Linked DNA regions of Hordeum vulgare: region 2 is linked to region 1. Evidence: chromatin contacts called from public Hi-C data. All regions are on one chromosome and are shown on one strand. The core of a region is the stretch at or near the end of the contact, and the rest is flanking DNA. Distances in the headings are between cores, read along the strand shown.

Region 1 (4,817 bases), core at 1,289-3,788:
ACATCTCTGTTGTTTTGCAATGCTACAAAGCCTTGTGCACCGCTAACTACCTCCTCGGTCTCATAATATAAGAGCGTTTTTTATATTACACTACCGAAAGAGTACTTGGCTTGGCTAATCAGTGGCTTGACATCTGGTAATTTTTGGAACCATTTCAGCTACTTGCACTACGGCGCACAGGCTTCAAGGGTAGAGATCTTCAAGGCCAAGAACGGACCAGTCAGCTACTGCGTGCTGCGCGGATACGATGGTACTATACATATATCACTGATTAATTTGGTTTGATATAAGCAGGGCACATCTAACATAATCAAGAACATCTGATCGATGTGCATATATATCCTTTGATCGAATGAATGAAGGCAAATACACCTACAACGGAGAGCAATACGACGCCATAGCAGCACCGCAAGGAGCGGCGTACGAAAAGTGCAGAGAGGACGTGACCAGGGCGCTGAGAATCAGCGCGCCATGCGCGGCCAAGAACTGCACCTTCAACGGCGCGTGGAACGGCGGCGGCGGCCCCGGCCAGGCCGAGCTCTACGTCACCTCCAGCTTCTACTACATGGCAGCAGACGTCGGCCTGATCGACAGCGAGGCGAGCAGCGGGAAGACCACGCCGGCGGCGTTCAGGGCCGCCGCCGAGGAGATCTGCCCGATGAGCTTCCTGGAGGCCAAGGCCGCGTACCCCAAGGTGCGGTCCGTGGACGCGCCCTACATCTGCATGGACCTCGTCTACCAGTACTCCCTGCTCGTGGACGGGTTCGGCTTGGAGCCGACCAAGGAGATCACCGTGGCGCAGAAGGTGAAGCACGGGGAGTACTTCATCGAGGCCGCGTGGCCGCTCGGGGAGGCCATCGAGGCCGTCTCGCCCACCAAGCGGCTCAACGATGCATGATCTTGTACGTACAGTATTGGTTGATATGATTGCTAATCCGGCCCTAGCTCGCGCAGTAAGGGCATCTCCAATGATTGTATGATCATCGTTGATAATATTGCCACATAGATGATTTTGATGACATGGCGCATAATAAAAGAAGAAAGAGAATGAAATCGTATGAACTTGAAGCAACGGTTCACGCACAAGCTCCGAGGCAAGCATGGTTATTTCTTCCATGTTTAGTGGACCCGCAATGCATGCATGGAGGTGTATCTTACGATTGATCGCAATTAATAAAGTGTGTGCAGAGTTTTGTTTCGGTACGATAGTACACACTTTTGAAGGGGAGTGATTAGACTGTTGTGATCTCTTGTTTCATCCATTAAGACAATATAAAGATTAGACTGTTATGATCTCTTGTTTCATCCATTAAGATAACTTATACTCAATCTACATGGAAATTCGTACACTTTTCTAGGGGTGTATTGATGGAACCCTACATAAATTAAAGAATAAAGGTGCATATACAAAAAAAAGGTGAATTTACTGACTTAATATGAAACATGAAGGGGTTACAAATACAATGAGCTACACTCATCTCTTCATAACTATGATGTACAGAGTCAATACCAATCGTACAACCAGGAAGAAACACTCTAGCAAAAAAGAAAAGTTATACAATACCAAAGCTCTCGAGGAAAAGGGAAAAAAAATCCAAACCGAACAAAGAAACAATTAACAAACGACAACAATGATTATATGTGCACCAACCATCTCTTCACGTCACAAAGATAGCAAGAAAGGTTCTTCAATAGCATCTCTTCACCTCACAAAAGTTGAGTGTGGGAACATTTTTCTGAATTTGCAATTTTTTTTTTGATTTTTTTTATTTGTGAACACTGTTTGAAATTGGGAACATTTTCTAATTTTTTTAAATGCAAACATTAAAGTTTTCAAATTTAAAATTTAATTTTTGAACATTTTTCATAAGAAGCGAACAAATATTTGAAATTCTGATCTTTTTGGAATTTCCGCACAAAATTCAAATCAGGAATATTTTTCTAAAATATTTACGAAATCGGAAAAAATGCAAACATTTGTAAATTTATAAGCATTTATTGATACTACCGAACAAAATTGGAAAAGGCGTACATTTCTCTTATATTTCCAGAAGAATTTTTAAAGAGGAACATGTTTTCAAACTACTGAACTAAATTTCAAAACGCGAACATTTTTTAAATTTTGAACAATATTTGAAAGAGGAACATTTTTTTTCTAAATACGCGAACATCTTTATAGAAAATGGAAAATGTGAACAAAAGATAATAACTGTAACATTTTTGAATTTCTGAACATATTTCGAATTTTTGAACAAGATTTCAAATTCTCAAGAACAAGAAAGAAAATAAATATAATTATAAAAACGGAAAAATAAAAAGAAACAGAAACATAAAAAGGAAAGAAAATAAAAAAGAAAGAGGAAAAAAATTGAACCAATAAAAACAACCAGTTCACGAACCACCTAGAAAGTTCTCAAAACAAAAAAAGCCGGTTCAGAAACCTCCTAGAAGATTCCCAAAACCGGTATTGCAGAAGCGGTGACCCGGCTGCACGAAACCTGGCAATTTGCGTCGACGCGCGGCAAATAGGCATTTCCTTGAGATTTGTCCTGAGGCAAGCGAGAGCTCGCCTCGAGGGAGCAGGTATTGGACCGGCCCAGTACTTAAGGCACCTTGTCGCGTGTTTTTCTTTCATTTTTATTCATATTTCTGTTTTCGTATCGAAAGTCATATTCTACTCCCGAGCTCTAATACTCCCTCGTGAACATTAAAATCAAATAAAAAAGTAAAATAATTCAAATAGTTCTGAAATTATTTTTTTGTTAATTTTGACAAATGTTTTACATGCGTACCCAAATTCAACACGAAATAACATTCGTTGAAGTCGCAGCGAAAAAACAAAATTAATAGTCCAACATGTATTAAAAACTAGCATTTTTGGAGCAGCAATTTTGTTTTTTTCGCCACGACTTCCAAAAATGTTATGCAAAAAATCAGAATGTTTTTACTAATTATTTTGATTTTACTGTTCATGAGAAAGCATATGAGCTCAGGAGCAAAAGATCCATGTCCTTTTTGTATTGTTTCTTTTATTTTTAAAAAAATTCATTTATATTTCGAAAAAAAATTAAATATATATATTACAAAAATCACTTTACATAAAATTTCACTAAACACTGATCTGTTATTTAAAATGTTAAATATGTATAGAAAATTTTCCTTCTTGCATTAAAAAATGTACAATTTGAACCAAAAAGAGCAGTAAATACTAATTATGTGTCTGAAACATGTTAATCTTGTGAAAACAATAATAGTACTATATTATAAAAATATTCGTGTCACTAGGAAATATACGTCAGGTTTGATTGAAATATATCCGTGTTTGATGGAAAATGTTCATTACATTTAGAAACAATTATATTAAAAATGAAAAATGCCGCCTCAGGTCATACAAAATATTTGTTTCCACTAAAATGTATGCTGACATTTTAATAAATATTTGTCTGTTTCGAAGAAAATGTCCGTAAAAATTTTACACAATATTTTTCAATGTAAGAAGAACGTTTGTGTAGCTTGGAAACCATTTATTGTTATTTAAAAAGTATACAACATGTATTTAGAAAACAGTATTACCATAAGTACAAAAAGATGTTCAAAACTTATATTAAAAATGTACATAATTTGTTTTAAAAATGTCCAACATGTATTGGAACAATGTTTTATGTGTAATTTAAAAATATAAATTTTATAATAATATAAGGTAGACATGTATTAAAAATAAAAAAATAAAATAAAACAATAAAACAATAAAACAATAAACAAAGAGAAACAATTAGCCAGAAGAGTAAAAGGCGAAGAAAGGAAAATGAAGAATGAAAAAATATAATAAAAACACCAATGAAAAACCAAGGAAATCAAAAAGGAAAATAAAATAAAAAAAGTTGTTCGAGAGAACCTAGGAACAGCTAGAACTAGCTGCCACCGAGTGGACTAAGTGGGTCAGTATGGTATGTCGCCCGTTGGTGATTCGTATTAAGAACCGGTAAGGCCGACGCATAGTTTTCGCGGGCAAGCGTACTTGTTGCGACAAGCGACTCATATGTTTGAAAATGGTTCATTCTATGATAAAAATGTATGTCATGTATTTTTTATAAGTTCAAGTATTTATTAATTTGGAAATACTTATATCTGTGGATATACAATAGCAAAAAAAAAAAACTTAACAGAAAATAATTGTATTGCATAAGTATCTTATAGTTCTCAAATACTTAAAATATTGGTTGGTCATATATCCAGTTTCCCGTCGAACAAAATCTTTGAGTAATTTCTATCATAATGCTACCTCAATCCAAAATACAAGCCATAGTTTGACTGTCAAAATTCATGCTTTAGCAAGCAATTAGTCCAATAATATGTAGCTTATGTTACAAATGTTGGACATCATTATATCTATATTAAAAAAGCAATTTCGCATGGCTATCATTTCGCAACCACTGAATAAACATTGTGAGTAGATGTTCTCGAATTCTAATGTGTTGAAGCTCAATGAAGTTTATGTGTATTAACTTAATGAACCCTCTTAGCCCTTAATTAAAAAAGTCGAGTCCCAAAAGCCTGTAGCAAATGAATTTACCAACATATGGGTGTGTGAAACAAATCGAATAGGAAACCGGAAAAGTTTAGGTGTTTTTTGTTCAGCCAACTTTGCCCTAATATTGTTGAAAGTTGGCTTGCTCGTATGAGTTAGCCAACATTGTTAGAAAAAAGAGTAGCAGTGGAAAAATAATATTGGCATGCCAGAAAACTATTTCGTAACAATCGAAACAAAGACTAAAATTTCCGTCAGGACCAAAAAATTGGTAGGGCGTTTTCTAGCT
Region 2 (4,948 bases), core at 876-3,375, 220 kb before region 1:
CAGAAGTATGAGATATGACTGAGTACGATCTCTCTTGCTTCCTATCAAGCCCATCAAAGAAATAATAACAGTCAAGAATGATAGATATGTAGTAAATTTATAATTATGTCTAAACCCATGACAATATTCAATAAGAAGGGGGGTGAGCCCTAATGCATCATACAAAGCTTTTATTCCCAAACACACCTCAATTCCTTCAACAGTCTCCTTGTACCCAGACTGTACATATTCTTTGGTTAATGTCTCTTCAGGACAGTTTGGTGTTTGAGGATAGAAGTCAGGTGGTCCAAGCCTACAAAAGAGCCATATTGAAGAGAACTACTCAGTGAGACTAGGTGAAGTCATATCACAGGACAAAACAACTAGTATCTGTTGCCGAAAAGAACAATGAAAATGTGTTCACATATGCAAACAATGAGTCAATGCTGAAACTAAGGGCAAAGAAAGTAACCAAAATACAACCACTGTGAGGCGGACAATAAATTAATAAGGATACTCTGGCTCTTTCAGTGAAGTGCTTTTGGTTCAGAAGTTTATACGTACTTGTTGTTAAGCGGTTCCCTGTCACACTTTAGCCTGTACGGAGCTAGCTGTTGTTGTCGCCTGAAAAACAGTAGTATTAGGAAATACGGGTCACAATTTACTACTGGCACAGGAAAATGCAGATGCCAGATTTGGGTAACAGTGTCAACTTACTTCAACGGAAACATGGCAACAATTAATTGAATTTGGCACCAGCATATTGTTTTTCTAGTCATCAAGAACCCTATGTTCTAGTCATACTCCGTATTAGATACTGCGAATTTATGGTATAGGATAAAAATCTCCATTTTGCAACAAACAAAGTCTGCAGTTCCTTTTTTCAGCATTACAGATTGAAGTACTAATGTAATGACATATACAACCAACGATAAGGACCTGATGCTCCGCGAGATTGCTTGACAGATAACCAAACAAAAATCTCCATTTTGCAGATGCTACTCAGATATTTCATAGAATTTGATAGATAATACATTCACGTGTCACATCATGGCGTGGATAGACAATTAAGAGTCGCCTGAAGTGTTATTCAAAAAATAAGCCAGCTAGTCCATCTTCACGACAAATGACGGTAAATACGATGGCTTAGCTTGCACTTGGTCCGATTAAAATAGCTTTGGCAAGACAGTGCTAGGTTGTGACAGAATAATAGTTCATACAAAAGGATAGCTATTCATTTCATTCAATATGCTGAAAATTCCAAGCATAGCATACGGCGGGTTCATTATTGGAAGTTCGAGCGTGCGCGTGGCCTAATAACGGAACGCAATAATGCCTCTAACGAAGCGCCATTACGACGGCACCATACTTTTTAGCCTACTGAGTAATTACTGATCCATGAGAGACTGCTACTATACTACCAGCTAAATACAGACTAATTGACGCGCCTTCGGCTTGCTAACACTACACGCTATTGTTGATACCGGTTTGATTAAGCAACTAAATATGCACGGGCAGAGCAGAACAGGGGGAGCAGGCAGTAGCGTGTTACCTTGGGTTCAGGGGGTAATTGGGCGGAGCGTAGGGCGACACATCGAGCCTGGAGCTGTCCCTGCTGCCGGCCGACGCCGGGCCGCCGCTAAACCCAGAGCTATTGCTGTTGCCAGCGCCGGCGTACCTCTGCATCTCGCCGAGCGAGTCAGCAGAAGCATGCCGCTGCCGCCGCCGCGAGCATGGGCCGGGTTCCCCGCGAAACCCTAGGAGCGGATCAGGGCGCGTCCCCGCCGATTCGGCCGGGATCCGCGCGCGCGCCGCACGGATTCCCCGATCCCAGACCCAAAGCTAGGGTTTTGGCGGCCGGAGGTCGGAAATCCGCGGGGAATTTCTCGCGGAAAAGGGGAAGAAAGGACGCCGCCGGCCGGCGCCGGAGGTGGGGGAGGAGCTAGGGTTTCCCAATCGGGCGGCCGGAACCCTAGCTGGGCGAGCGGCGCGGAGGGGAGCAGGGAGGAGCGAGCGCGGAGGGGGGGGACGGGGCAGTGACGCGACGGCGATTAGTGCGGGGGGATTGGGCGATGTAGAGAGAGAAAGTGGGGGAGCCGGAGTTTGACTCTTTTTTAAAGCTGCCTCCTTTCCTCCCCTCTCCTCGTTGCTTCCCCCCTGCGATGGATTTCTCCCTCTCTCTCTCTCTCTCTACGACTGGACTAGATGGCCGGATGAGCTCTCTCTCTCTCTATCCCTATGCTGGTCACACACTCTCTCTCTCTCTAGATTGTGACGACGATGATGGACGGAGAACAAGAAGGGATCTTGGCCTCGACAAGAGTCCTTGTCCTATATATATGCCTGCCCTCTTGGTGGCAAAAAAAGGTGAGGAGCTGAATCTATAATGTCCCCATAAAAACATCATCTTTGCATCTTGGCAGGAGTATGTGATGCTTAGATGCTTTGAGCTATTTTTGGTAAATTCAAGAAGATGTATGTGATGGTGGAGTCAACCTTTTCTATCAGATGGAATGCATGTTGTAATATCTTTTGGAGAAACAGTGATGTGTGTCATGAGTGGGGTAAGTTGTGATGCCGGGCCTCGCATGCTACCGCGATAGGGGCTCCTAGACCGTTGGATCTCATATCCGATGGCTTCTGAGGAGTTGTTGTACCTATGCGTAATTTTGAGACTCTTTCAAGAGCTTCGAGGAACCATTGGATTTTTTGAGATCCAGCGGCTATAAATGCCCATATCACGGTATCATTCACTGATTTTGGTCCCGGATAATTCGAATCGGGGTCCAGTAACGGTACCTCGCCAAAACTCATAGATTTGGCCTATACTGACTGATTTTGGGACTCGAGACAATCCGAACATTTGGGGAACCCCGGATTCCGGATATGAGGAACTCATCAAAACACACAATTTTGGCGTATTTTTGCCAAGTTTCTATGCGATTATTCACTCATACTAGGTCCCGGGGCGATCCAGACGTTCAGGGGATCCCGGGGCGATCCGGACGTCCGGGGGATCCCAGGGTCCCGATACGGGGACCTCGTCAAAACTCGCAGATTTGGCCAATTCTAGCAAGTTTTATAGGCTATTACTCACTATTTTTGGGTTCATCTGCGATCTGAACATTCGGGGAACCACAGGGTCCGGTTACGGGGTACTCGTCAAAACTCGTTGATTTGGCCTATTCTGGCCAGCTTTCTATAATATTACTCAAAGATTTTGGGTCCCACTGTGATCCGGACATCCGGAAAACCCCGTGGTCCGGTTACAAGGAACTCGTCAAAACTCGCAGATTTGGCCTATTCTGGCTAATTTTCTATACTACTACTCACTGGTTTTGGGTCCCGCTGTGATGGACGTCCGGGGAATCCCGTGGTCCTGTTACGGGAACCTCATCAAAACTCGCAGATTTGGCCTATTCTCGTCAGTGTTTTGTATTATTACACGCTAATTTTGGGTCTCGCTACGATCCGAACATTCGGGGAACCCCGGGGTTCGGTTACGGGGTACTCGTCAAAACTCGTAGATTTTGCCTATTCTGGCCAGCTTTCTACACCGTTTACTCACTAATTTTCGGTCCCGTTGCCATGCGAACGTCCAGGGAACTCTGGGGTCCGCTTACGAGGACCTCGCCAAAACTCATAGGATTGGCATATTCTGGCCAGGTTTATATAGTTTACCCACTGATTTTGGGTCCCGCTGTGATCCGGGTGTCCGGGAAACCCCGTGGTCCGGTTACGGGGAACTCGTCAAAACTTGCAGATTTGGCCTATTCTTGCTAATTTTCTATACTACTACTCACTCATTTTGGGTCCCGCTGCGATCCTTACGGGGACCTCGTCAAAACTCGCAGATTTGGCCTATTCTCACCAGTTTTCTATAGTATTACTCACTGATTTTGGGTCCCGCTACGATCCGAACGTTCGAGGTACTCCGGGGTCTGCTTACGGGGACCTCGCCAAAACTCATAGATTTGGCCAATTCTGGCCAGTTTTCTATATAATAACTCAATGATTTTGGGTCCCGCTGCGATCTCAACGTCCGGGGAACCCCGAGGTCCGGTTAGAGGGACCTCATCAAAACTCATAGCTTTAGCCTATTCTAGCCACTTTTCTAAAATATTACTTACTAATTTTGGGTCCCGCAGCGATTCGAACGCCGTGGGAACTCCGGGTTCCGCTTACGGGTACCAAGCCAAAACTCATAGATTTAGCCTATTATGGCATGTTTTATATACTATTACTCACTGATTTTGGGTCCGACTGCGATCCGAACGGGGAACTCCGGGGTCCGCTTACAGGGACATCGCCAAAACTCATATATTTGCCCTATTCTAGCCAGTTTTCTATACTTCTACTCACTAATTTTGAGTCTCGGGTGATCCGGACGTCCATGGAACCCTGGGGACCGGTTGCGAAGAACTCGTCAAAACTCACAGATTTGGCCTATTGTGACAAGTTTTCTATGCTACTACTCACTAATTTTGGGTTACGCTGCAATCTAAACGTCCGGGGAACCCGTGGGTCCAGTTGCGGGTACCTCGTCAAAACACACAACTTTGGCCTTTTCTGGCCAGTTTTCTATACTGTTACTCACTAATTTTGGGTCTCGCTACGATCCGAATGTTCGAGGAACCCCGGGGTCCGGTTACGAGGTACTCGTCAAAATTCATAGATCTGGCCTATTCTGGCCAGCTTTGAACACCATTACTCACTGATTTTGGGTCCCGTTGCGATACGAATGTCCAGGGAACTCCGGGGTCCGCTTGCGGGGACCTCGCCAAAACTCATAGCTTTGCCCTATTCTGACGAGTTTTATATAGTTTACTCACTGATTTTGGGTCTGTTATGATCCGGACGTCCAGGAAACCCGGTGGTCCGCTTACGGGGAACTCGCCAAAACTCATAGATATGGACTATGCTGGCAAATTTTCTATAATATTACTCAATGATTTTGGGGTCGGGGCGA

Evidence for each region. Hi-C and Micro-C count contacts between places; a contact is called where the count stands out from the background.
Region 2: a contact with region 1 is called in a Hi-C map of leaf, with 3 times the contacts expected there. The contact joins the promoter of LOC123449956 here to the enhancer-like site in region 1. A contact is called at or near these places in 2 of 6 Hi-C or Micro-C datasets (leaf and seedling).

What each region holds. Positions count from the first base shown.
Region 1 is chr4H:600,699,917-600,704,733 of MorexV3_pseudomolecules_assembly, reverse strand. LOC123449952 (probable apyrase 3) reads left to right here. Exons shown (of 7, transcript XM_045127333.1): 6 at 159-250; 7 at 363-1,199. The coding sequence ends at 898. Among protein-coding and RNA genes, the nearest start is that of LOC123449952, 3.8 kb to the left of the region's middle. Within about 2 kb of position 2,538, at least 2 of the 3 cell types and tissues checked have open chromatin away from gene starts, as enhancers often do. A contact at or near this core is called in leaf, where this site is marked.
Region 2 is chr4H:600,921,043-600,925,990 of MorexV3_pseudomolecules_assembly, reverse strand. It overlaps LOC123449956 (mediator of RNA polymerase II transcription subunit 12), which reads right to left and starts at 2,125. Exons shown (of 12, transcript XM_045127338.1): 1 at 1,532-2,125; 2 at 544-603; 3 at 187-292; 4 at 1-41. The coding sequence starts at 1,665.